Regions from separate parts of the Sus scrofa genome. Here all the other regions are linked to region 1. Evidence: chromatin contacts called from public HiChIP or PLAC-seq data. All regions are on one chromosome and are shown on one strand. The core of a region is the stretch at or near the end of the contact, and the rest is flanking DNA. Distances in the headings are between cores, read along the strand shown.

The links. HiChIP or PLAC-seq counts read pairs in DNA pulled down with a chosen protein or histone mark.
Region 2: a contact with region 1 is called in an H3K27ac HiChIP or PLAC-seq map of alveolar macrophages. The contact joins two enhancer-like sites. A contact is called at or near these places in 1 of 47 Hi-C or Micro-C datasets (liver) and 2 of 2 datasets of contacts at active chromatin or transcription factors (alveolar macrophages and skeletal muscle).
Region 3: a contact with region 1 is called in an H3K27ac HiChIP or PLAC-seq map of alveolar macrophages. The contact joins two enhancer-like sites. A contact is called at or near these places in 1 of 47 Hi-C or Micro-C datasets (embryonic fibroblasts) and 2 of 2 datasets of contacts at active chromatin or transcription factors (alveolar macrophages and skeletal muscle).
Region 4: a contact with region 1 is called in an H3K27ac HiChIP or PLAC-seq map of alveolar macrophages. The contact joins two enhancer-like sites. A contact is called at or near these places in 3 of 5 promoter capture datasets (fetal liver, liver and skeletal muscle) and 2 of 2 datasets of contacts at active chromatin or transcription factors (alveolar macrophages and skeletal muscle).

The regions. Positions count from the first base shown.
Region 1 is chr6:36,207,182-36,210,055 of Sscrofa11.1, forward strand. No RefSeq gene overlaps it. Among named protein-coding and RNA genes, the nearest start is that of N4BP1, 86 kb to the left of the region's middle. Within about 2 kb of position 1,255, at least 14 of the 83 cell types and tissues checked have an H3K27ac peak or open chromatin away from gene starts, as enhancers often do. A contact at or near this core is called in alveolar macrophages, where this site is marked.
Region 2 is chr6:36,411,770-36,414,469 of Sscrofa11.1, forward strand. It overlaps LONP2 (lon protease homolog 2, peroxisomal), which reads right to left. Exons shown (of 15, transcript XM_005664451.3): 10 at 2,068-2,194. Among named protein-coding and RNA genes, the nearest start is that of ABCC11, 49 kb to the right of the region's middle. Within about 2 kb of position 1,397, at least 35 of the 83 cell types and tissues checked have an H3K27ac peak or open chromatin away from gene starts, as enhancers often do. A contact at or near this core is called in alveolar macrophages, where this site is marked.
Region 3 is chr6:36,434,077-36,436,849 of Sscrofa11.1, forward strand. The region is part of intron 7 of LONP2 (lon protease homolog 2, peroxisomal); the gene reads right to left. Among named protein-coding and RNA genes, the nearest start is that of ABCC11, 27 kb to the right of the region's middle. Within about 2 kb of position 1,450, at least 40 of the 83 cell types and tissues checked have an H3K27ac peak or open chromatin away from gene starts, as enhancers often do. A contact at or near this core is called in alveolar macrophages, where this site is marked.
Region 4 is chr6:36,454,444-36,457,218 of Sscrofa11.1, forward strand. It overlaps LONP2 (lon protease homolog 2, peroxisomal), which reads right to left. Exons shown (of 15, transcript XM_005664451.3): 2 at 2,738-2,775; 3 at 317-448. Among named protein-coding and RNA genes, the nearest start is that of ABCC11, 6.4 kb to the right of the region's middle. Within about 2 kb of position 1,263, at least 2 of the 83 cell types and tissues checked have an H3K27ac peak or open chromatin away from gene starts, as enhancers often do. A contact at or near this core is called in alveolar macrophages, where this site is marked.

The DNA of each region.
Region 1 (2,874 bases), core at 5-2,504:
AAAAAAGCACAACCGACTCATAGATACAGAGAACAGATTAGTGGCTCCCAGAGGTGGGGTGTGTGGGTAAGCAAAATGGGTAAAAATAGTCAAATGGTATTAAAAAAATTTTCTTTAAACATACCTCAGCTATATACAACAGAAAAGCTGAAATGAAAGGAAAAATATCAAGTGCTGGTGAGGGTGGGGAGCAACTGGAACTCTTGGCCATAAATCCATGACGGCAGTGCAAATTGTTACAACCACTTTGGAAAACTGTTTGGAAACAGGTGCATCTCCTAGGACCCAGCTATCCCACTCCCAGTGGAAATCCACCCAAAGACACACATGTGACCTTTCATGGCGATGCTATAAGTAACAGCCCCAACCTGGAAACAGCCCCAGTGCCCATCAAGGGTAGAATAAACTGGAGTTCCCCACTCACTCTGGGGGTTAAGGAGCTGGGGTTGTCTCAGCTGTGGCCTGGGTCGAAGCTGTGGCCAAAGTTCCATCCCTGGCCTGGGAACTTCCGAATGCTGTGGGCATGGCCAAAAACAAAACAAAACAAAACTAGAATAAATTGTGATATAGTTACATAATGGTATACTCTGCAGCAATGAGAATAAAGATCTATGGCCCCGCACAAGGAACAGGATGTTGAGAAGAGGTCAGATGCAAAGAAGCGCATACCAGGTGAAGCCACTGAAGAATAGATCCAGGAGAAATCCCTCTGTGCCACTGGGAGTCAAGAGGGTGGTCTCCTTGGGGAAGGAGGGCAGGAGGGGGCTTCTAGGTGCCAGCTGCACTCCATTTTTGGTCAGAGTGCAAGTGACATGGATATGTTCGGGTGATACAATACGTTGTGTGCACCGTTCACGCTGTTGATGTCCCCTTTAGTACAAACGCTTAAGTAAAACGCACCTGCCTCCAGCAGACAGCGGCTCCTGTCAAACCAGCAGCCGGGCTGTCTGGGGTGCATTTTGAGAGGTCTGGATGGTAAGTAGGGGAACAGGGACTCCGGAGAGCCTCCTGGCCTACAGAGGGAGGGGGAAAGCCCAGCTGTGGAGGCAGCCCAGGGGAGGAGCTGGGAGAGGGCCAGGAAGGCCCTTGACTATTTTAAGGGTTTGGTGTGTGGCCCATGTGTGACCCTTTCGCTTGATGCCTCGGACGAGCTCTCACTCCTGAACCCTGGGTGAGAATAGCTTTTTATCTTTTGAAATAGAAACCGACAAAGGGTGGGAGTCCCCTTGTGGCTCAGTGGGTTAAGGATCCAGTGTCGTCACGGCAGTAGCTTGTGGTGCATTTTTGAACCCTGGATAGGGAACTTCCGCATGCCACATGGGCAAGACCAAAAAGAAAAAAAAAAAAGAAAGAAACGGGCAAAGGGCAGAACAGAGACAGCAGACATAGAAGAAAGAGCAAAGGCCAAAACCAACCACGAGAAAGCAAGGCCTCTGGGAATCTGCCCAAAACTCAGGAAGAACTTGGGGCTTCTCAGAGCAGGGGCAGGGGGGAGCCTGGCTTGTCTGGACCTGGATGCCAGACGCCCCCTCCCCCTCAACAGTTGGTGACGCAGCTCTGAGCAGCTGGTCTAGGGCGGTGGGGGTTGGGGGGTGAGTCACTGGCTGGGAGAGGGCTTTAGGGAAACAAAAAGCCTCGGGCCAGGGCGATGGATTGTTTGGTCCTCTCAGCACCTCTGAGTCATCCCCCTGTGCCAGGTGGACCCCCAGCCCCCCGCAGCTTTCCCAGGGAAGGTGAAGGAGATGCCCAAGGTGTTGCTGTAGTTGGGATGGAGATGCTGGAGCTTAAGGCCTCATCAGGCTCCCGGGGCAAACCTGCATGGGGGTGTGAGAGGAACCCAGGTCTTGGGGGATGGCTGAGATGCCTCCGTACCTCTGGAATCATCTGGCAGGAAGGGGCCCAGGCCTCCCTGCATCTCACCCCGAGACAGTTGATGGCTGAGCTAGCTGGCGGCAACTTGCCCCGTATGCTTTATTTTTAAAATTTAATGTTATTGGAGTGGAGTTGACTTACAATGTTGTATTCATTTCAGGTGTACAGCAAAGCAAATCAGTCATACATACAAATAGAGCCATTCTTTTTTACAAAGATTTTCCTATGCTATACAGTAGGGATTTTTTTTTTTTTTTTTTTTTTTTTTTTTGCTTTTTAGGGCTGCACCTGTGGCATATAGAGGTTCCCAGGCTAGGGGTTCAAACAGAGCTGAAGCCGCCAGCCTACACCACAGCCACAGCAATGTGGGATCCGAGTTGCATCTGTGACCTACACCACAGCTCACGGCAACACCGGATCCTTAACCCACTGAGCAAGGCCAGGGATCAAACCCGCATCCTCATGGATGCTAATCAGGTTTGTTAACCACTGAGCCACAACAGGAACGCCTATACGCCAGGTTCTTATTAATCATCTATTTCATACAGTCGTGTTATTCTCACCCTCCCAATTCTTCCCTCCCCTCAAACAGATTCACCCTGTGGTACCTCGTAGGCTTTAGATTTCCTTCTTCCTTCCTCCTTTTTTTTCCTCCCTTCTATCCTTCCCTCCCTCTGTCCTCCCTGCCTTTCCTCCTTCTTTCTTTCCTCTCTTCCTTCCTCCATCCCTCCTTCCCTCTCTCTCCTTCTCTGCCTTCTTCCCTTGCTCCCTCCCCTTCCTTCCTTTCTTTAAATTTTAAAATTTTATTGTAACAGATACCAAAAAATACCCAAAAGAATACGGAAGAAAATAAAAATATCTGAGTTCCCACCCTCCCGGAGAGAATCACCATTTCTGTGACAACCTTTTCATGCGTTTAACAACTGGCCATTTTTAAAAGTAAATAATTTAAAAATAGATTTAGATATTCAGAAAACATGCAAAAATATTGCAGAGCATTCC
Region 2 (2,700 bases), core at 147-2,646, 200 kb after region 1:
AATAATATAGTCGGAATAAGACAATTGGTGGTCTTCTTATATCATGAGCTATTTAGGCTACATCTGAAATACTCAGTTCCATTCTGGATGTTTAATTTTAAAAGAGACACTGACATTAGAGGAATCACTCAGAAAAAGACTAATCAGCAGAGTAAAATGTCTTTAAAGTAGGTTGAGAGGAATGATAAAAAGATAATAGGAATGTTTAACTTGAAGAATAGAGCATTTATGGGATGACAGCCTTTTTTTTTTTTTTTTTTTTTTTTTTTTTTTTTTTAATGCCAGAAGGGCTGTACAAGAAAGGGAGTATACTTAGATTCTAGGTGTATGTATAGGGCAGAATGAGAAAATGAGAGGGAGGTAAATATAAAGATTATTTTATAACAGTGACATTTACTCACCAAAGAGGAGTTTACAGTAACCACTGTAATTCAAGCAGGCTAGTTACGCTGGGAGCCAAGAGGGAGGGGGTGACTTCTAGGACTCCCTCTCTGCCTGCTGAACTCTATGGGTCTGACTACCACATAGGAGAAGACGAAAAACACGGGAAAGATGAAAAACTATGTCTGAAGTTGGGTAACTCACTAAATATCCAAAACCTGCTTGGTGTAGCAAATACCTGTGCTGTTTTTTAAAAATATGAAAACTGCTCAGAGAAATTTCCTGATGTTCACAGCTTTCAATATCTGATGTTTTGAGTGAACAAGTACATGAAAAGGAAACACGGAAGTTCCTTTGTGACAGGTAGGTTAAGGATCCAGCGTTGCCCCAACTGTGATGTAGACTGAAGCTGTGGCTCGGGTTCAATCCCTGGCCCAGGACCCTTGACATGCCAAGAATGCGGCCAAAAAATACATAAAAAAATATAGTGCTCTAAAAAAGAATAAAAAAAGAAAAAGAAAAAGAAATCGTTCTCCAGACAACAACTGGGAAATACAAATAGCAATTACTCCTCAAGTCATTCGCATTTAGATCCAGATAAGCTATGAATGGCTATTTTTCTCTATTGCTCATATATTACAGATGGGGAAGCTATCAAAAAGGGTTCAGTGACTTATTGAAAGTTACCCAAAGACATCAGGGGTGTTATCTGGAATAATGATATTTTTGGAAGACTTTGGTGTATAAATCACCTGTTTTATTTCCTCTGGCATCATCTACCCAGTAAGTCACAAGAAAAGGAACTCCCAGGTCAGACTGAGTCTTACTGTTTCGCATGTAAATTTAAACCGACTTCCAAAGAGACTTTCATAAGGAGGCTGGCTTCGATCAAAAAGCAGTCTGACTGGCCAAACTCTAAGTCAAAGTTCAAAACAGAGAGAGACTTCCCCTCCTTTGAAAACCAGTGGTTACTGGGAACAGGCTGCAGGAGGAGTCCTGGCAGCCTGACACCACTTGCCAGATGATGCAATGGACCTGCAATGCTGAGCCAGGAAAACTGTGAGAGGCTATTGTAGACAGAAATTCTCAACAGGATACATTTTCCAGTCAAACGTGCAATCTGTACGTCAGATGAAGCAATACTCTACTCAGATAATTTATGCACTGCTTGCCATAGGCTTAACTACTTGGTAGCTAACTTGGGAAAGTATCTTCTCTGTTGTTTGGTGTTAATTCCAAGGACGAAAACTAAGGATTTAAAAAAAAAAAAAAAAAACCTCTCAAAGGGAGGAAAAGAAAATCTGAGTAACTTCAAACCGATGTCTGGAAGCTGCATCTCACGTCTTGGGAGCATTCAACTTTCAGGATCCTGGGGCATAAAAGGTGTCTCAAGAGTTTCCATGTTTTTGGTTGTTAACTTATCAAATTAATTCCATGCGCTGCTGTTAGGGAAAAGTTGAAATTCTGGCTGAACTATGAGTCCTTAGTTAGCTATGAAGAGACTCTAAAAGTGCTTCCTCTGTGACTCTCTGCCTCCTACAGAGCCCTGTGCACGTCGACAGTTACACGGAAAGGTTTGCTGGGAACTGGCTGCACAGGGGAAAGCGGATGCTCTGAGGTGCCAGTCAAACAGGAATCTACGTTCCAGGCTTGGACATGACTGAAGCCTCAGGACAGCTGACTAACCTGGTGATGACGTCCAGAGTAGTCACCTGAGGGATCTGAATCTGCTGAGGAGTCAGCCCATGCTGCTCCAGTTGCTTTGGGATCAAGTGCCTGTGGGCGATCTCGATCTTCTCCTCTTGTGTATACCCTGGAAAGAAGCCGTCATTACTCACGTGGCGTCCACAGTGCCATGAGGAAATGCAATGCAGATTCAAAGGATCTTGGATTTAGAAGGAACTGAGGTATGACTTCCACTAAGACTATAATCAGTAGAAAGAAATTTAATCCCCAAGCAATAAATGTTCAAATTTCCAACTTCCTCACACATAAGACGAGCACTTACTAAAGAAGCACAGAGTTTGAAAGTCTTTTGATTAAATGATGTATCTCAAAGAGAAAAAAAAGCTATCTCATTAGAGATAATTACCTCCTTAACACAAATGCAAGTTTGTATTTTATTATTTAATAGGCAAATACCCTCTTTTCTTTAGCATAATTTGATACATAAAGGAAAAAACTTGCAATGGCAACAACAAAGACTCAATTACGATTTGGAGGGAAGAGCTGCAAGAGGGCTATTTCCAGAGTTTTGATTATAAATTTTAACAAAACAAAACAAAACTAAGGGGTCCCTATAAAAGCATTTTTCCCTCT
Region 3 (2,773 bases), core at 200-2,699, 230 kb after region 1:
AAACAGTCTTTAAGGAACTAAAAATAGTCTTTAATACAGCATGTCTAAACAAATCAAATTGTTCTTACAGCAGTCAGTCCTAAATCTTCTTAGACAGTCACTTGTTTGGACGCACTCATCTAAAGGACTGCATGACTTCCAACACGTAATCACATTTTAATCTGACCTGAATGCACACAGCACTTAGGGATCACTTACTACTCGGCCATGTCTGGTGCGGTGGCGACAGCACCGGGTGACACAAAGGAGCAGAAGGTGTGGGAAAACCCCTATCCTACAGAGCTCCTGCTTCATATGTTTACACTTTCTCTCTCCAGGTATGTATTAGCAATGCCAGAGGCCTGTATTATTTAGTCATTCAAAGAGCACAACAGACAGTAAGTGGTCAGTGCAGAGGAGAGCAGGGCACAGCCGACTGCACTTATCTTAAAGGAGGAAGCCTTGCGTTGGGGCCTCAAGAGAAACCGGTAAGGTTTAGAGGCAGAGAGGCGCTGTATGCAAATACAGGTTATAAGGAGGCTAGTGAGCACACTGCAATGTGTCTGGCACACTAGGCTAAATATATATTAAAAGCGTGCTGCTTCAGTTATTTTTCCCTTGTAGAGATTAAGAATGAAAGAGCTAATTTAATATTTAAAGCATGGCCATTTCGGGTTACAGACGAAAATTTAAGAATGGAGAAGGCAAAAGTTGATTTTTCTTCTCTTCTGTTTGAAAACTGAGCCAAGGATTCCTGGCAGCGATAAAATTTTATCATCTGAACAAACACTTGGTAAGCGACTTCCAAAGAATTACCGTCACCAATAACTTGAGAACTATCACAAGAGTAATATAATTCACCGAGGAACAGCTAATGGAGAAAAGAATGTTACATGAACATGATTTCATAAAACTTCATTCTAAAAGAAGTCACTTTATACTTACTGCCTATGAACTGATTTAAAAATAAAAATGTAAGTCATAAAAACTGACAGATGAGAACAGACATTCTGTGGCTTATAAGGTAGTTAGAAAAGTCCCAACGGAGATAATGAGAAATGAGAAAGGCTAAGACTGGAAAAAATGCATTAGTTAATATGCAGCATAAATATGACTATTCTTCCTTTAATCCACTCAAAATAATATCAACCAAAACAATGGGCCAATGTTTAGTCGGATCCCTATAATGTTCCCAGTTTCAGATTTAAACGTAAAGCGAGTCTTTCTTTTTCTTCCCCATCTCCCGCCTCGTGATCACTTTCACGCTGAAAGACATGTCTTAGGTTGATTTTAAAATCAATTCCGAATGTATTAGCATCTTCCTTCACATAAACAGGTACTTCTACCAAAAGGCTGGAGCTCCATGCAGGGCAAAAAGGGAAAGTCAACAACAGGATCGAGAGAATAAGCAGGACAGACAACAGAAAGCAGCTCTGTTTTCCCCTGGCTATTTTAAGGCTGCAGAACAGTGCTGCCTACTCAGGCTGAGCAAAAACAAAACTTCGCCTGAACTCTGCTTGTGAGCATGTGACCAGTACTTAAATGCCATGACCTGGGTGTTCCCAAAATGCCTCAACTGTCACATGGAACCACTTGTTCCTGCACACCCCACCCCTGGTCATGCTCTAATCCTCTACTGTTCTTTCTCCCCTCCAGTCGCCTCCTCGACCCCTACCTCTGACACAGGCGCACAGTCTGCTCCCAATCCCTCCATCCCTCTAGTTAACCACAGCCCCCTCTCTACCTGCTTCCAAACCGGTTTTCACGTAATTTTCTCCAGGCTTTGATAATTGAGAGGGTGGGTGGGGAGTAAGACCCCAACAGCACAAGGGCAGGTTGTTGGAGTGTTTAATGAAACGTCTGGTACAGTGACGGCTAGGGAGTACTTACTTACCAGCAAGGTGTATCGGAAATCAGGCTTTCAGAATGACTCAAAAGACAAATTCACATACTTTTTATTTGGCAATGATTATAACCTCAATATGCACCATACATTTCTAAAAACCTTATACTTACACATACAAAAGCTCCCTTCACAAAAGACTCAATAAAGAAAATAAATTCTTGGAGTTCCCTTCCTGGCTCAGCAGTTAAGGAACCCAACTAGGATCCATGAGGATATGGATCCGATCCCTGGCCTTGCTCAGTGGGTTAGGGATCCGGAGTTTCTGTGAGCTGTGGTGTAGGTCACAGACATGGTTTAGGTCCCAAGTGTGGCTGTGGCATAAGCTGGCAGCTGTAGCTCCAATTCGACTCCTAGCCTGGGAACCTCCACGTGCCTCAGGTACAGCTCTAAAAAGGAAAAAAAAAAGAAAAAAAAAAAAAAAAGAAAAGAAATTCTTGGAGTTTCCATTATGGCTCAGTGGGTTAAGGACCTGATGTTGTATCCATGAGGATGTGCGATCAATCCCTGGCTCTGCTCCGTGGGTTTAGGATCCAGCATTGCTACAGTGTAGGTCACAGATGTGGCTCAGATCTGGCATTGCTGTAGCTGTAGCTCCCATTTGACTCCTTGCCAGGGAACTTCCATATGCCATAGGTGTGGCCATAAAAAGGAAAAAAAAAAAAAAGAAGAAATTTTTATCTTCTTTAGATTCAGTTCTCTTAATGACAGCCACATACACAAAGGTATACTCACTTGAAAAAAGTGAACAAATTTTATATCAATTTCAGTGAAGATTTAAAACAGAAATCTGTCGGAGTTCCCAGTGGTTAACAAACCCGACTAGCATCCACGAGGATGCGTGTTCAATCCCTGGCCTCGCTCAGTGGATTAAGGATCCGGCGTTGCCAT
Region 4 (2,775 bases), core at 13-2,512, 250 kb after region 1:
GTGACAAAGCCGGAGTTCCCGTCGTGGCGCAGTGGTTAACAAATCCGACTAGGAACCATGAGGTTGCGGGTTCGGTCCCTGCCCTTGCTCAGTGGGTTAACGATCCGGCGTTGCCGTGAGCTGTGGTGTAGGTCGCAGACTCGGCTCGGATCCCGCGTTGCTGTGGCTCTGGCGTAGGCCGGTGGCTACAGCTCCAATTAGACCCCTAGCCTGGGAACCTCCATATGCCGCGAGAGCGGCCCAAGAAATAGCAAAAAGACAAAAAAAAAAAAAGAAGTGACAAAGCCATGTGGCATTCCAGAGGGGAACAACGTACCTGGAGCTTCTCTTTGTTGCTTGTTCGGATAATTGATGTCAGGATATCTGGTAAAGCCTCCCTTGGCAGACTATCTAAAAGCCGCCTCAATTTAGCAACCGCAGGGACAGACATATCCAACATTTCGACCAACTGCAAGAGGAAAAAAGTTTTCTCAGTGACATCTGCTATCATTTGTGAACTGAAAAAAATCATACTGTCATACAGGTTTCATGTTTGGGCCCCTCAGGGAAAGTCTCTGTTTTTGAAAGATCACTGATGATTGTTGTCCAAGCACTTTTACAGGACGCAGAGGAAAAGAGATGTACTTTTAAAACATTGGTCAGTGTGAAAAGCGAAAATGGCTCAAGAGTGGACAATACTACTGTTCATGAGAGGCTCTGTAAATGTGTAAGTTAATGTATTATTTCATTTTGAAAAAATCAAAATGTATAGAAAAGCTACAATAGTACAATAAACCCCTTGCACCGAATTCACCAATTTTAACATTTTCCCACATTTGCTTTCTCCCTCCCCAACCTCATACAATTACTGCGGACATTTTAGAATCAACTGCAGACCTCAAGACCCTTGTTCTTAAGGACACGGGACAGTCTCTTACACAATCACGATGAAATGGTCAAATTCTGGAGATTTAACATGACTGATGCTACCATGTTAGCCAATCAGTAGCTGAAATAACTGTTTTTCAGTAGAACATTGGATTAACCAGAATCTGAGCACTGATTGAATGACTTAAAAAACAAAACAAAACAAAAACAAAAACAAAAAAACACCTTCCAGGGTATATCCTGGATTAAGACAGATGAAGCTCAAGGCACACTTTCAGTAATTGATAGTCACTGGGCCCGCTGACAAAGTTCTCCTTTCCTACTGGGCACAGGATAGGGCTGTTCTTTCTCCTTTTCAACACGGATATGGCTATGGGTCTGGCCTTGAACCATGAAACCTGAAAGGAAGTGACAGTCCCTTCTGTCAATTAAAAGCCATTGAGAGATTTGCCACACTTCCCCGTTTCCTTCCTCGGCAATGACAGAAGCATGTTTTGAAATGACTCTCCAACCCACCTGGGTCCCTAAGTGACCCCCATGGATTCAAAGTGGGGAGAGGGAAAGAATAAGAGGAAGAAGCCCCGAGCTGTGTCTACAGGACAGTGGCCCCAGGAGGATTACCCAGGAAAAGGAAGGGAACATCTATTTCCCCCTCTCTCCCCTTCATCCCTAAATACTGTATTCACTCCTGTCCTTAAACTGAAGTTTCTTTCTTCAAGGGGTTCTTCCTTTCAGCACCACCACAGGTACAGCTCCAGATTTTCTACTTTCCCACTGCTGTTCACCCCTAGCGATGTGTCACTGCAAATGCCACATCTGGTACAAATTCCACAGACTGTGCGCATTTGCCCTACACATCTTTCCTCAGTCAGTGGTGTTTGTCATAATAAGGCCTCCAGACGCTGCCCTAAAAAAAAAAAAAAGACAAAAAAATCGACCTGCGTAGCTCCAGTTTGGTCACTGGATTTCAGCAAGAGGAAACCGAAGACTACATTTCATAATGTGTTTCAGTAAGCTCTGAAACAAAATGGGGTGAAGGGAAGAGCTTTTTGTTCAATCCAGAGTTAACCAAAACAAGGCAAACCCAGAATTAGAGAGTCCAATAGTTAATGCATGTGCGCTCCCCTCCCAGAAGTCTAGATGAGCAAGGTGTAACCATACCTGAAATCAGTCTACCATGGGCTTAATCTTCCTTAGTTATTACCAGTCACTGCGTGACCCTGATTTCTGCATAAACGTAACTTGTAATTTGATGGCTTGATGTTCTAGTGATGAACAGCTTCTGTATTATTTTAATTTTTAAGAGTTTTTAGCTTTAATAACTATCTGGTTGGGAAACACTGGAAGTTAAAAGGGAAGCTTTAGAACTACCCTCTGGGAGTTCCCGTCATGGCGCAATGGTTAACGAATCCGATGAGAAACCATGAGGTTGCGGGTTCGATCCCTGGCCTTGCTCAGTGGGTTAAGGATCCGGCATTGCCGTGAACTGTGGTGTAGGTCGAAGACCCGGCTCGGATCCAGCGTTGCTGTGGCTCTGGCGTAGGCCGGTGGCTACAGCTCCGATTCAACCCCTAGCCTAGGAACCTCCATATGCAGCGGGAGCGGGCCTAGAAAAGGCAAAAAGACCAAAAAAAAAAAAAAAAAGAAGAAGAAAAAATACCCTTTGGATAACTTTAGATATACCCTTTTGGCTGGTATGTCCTAGAATGGTTTAGGTCCAATCTCAACAAAAGCAAACTGATATTAATATAATACATTGCTAAAGCATTTAAACATATGCTGCCTGGTAACCTCGCCACTCAACAAATTCATGGGGCTACAAAGAAACGGAAGAAAAGAGGTTTTTAAGAGAAAACTGAAAGCAACTCACTTGCACTGCATACTTGTAAAACTGCTCCGACAGTTCTC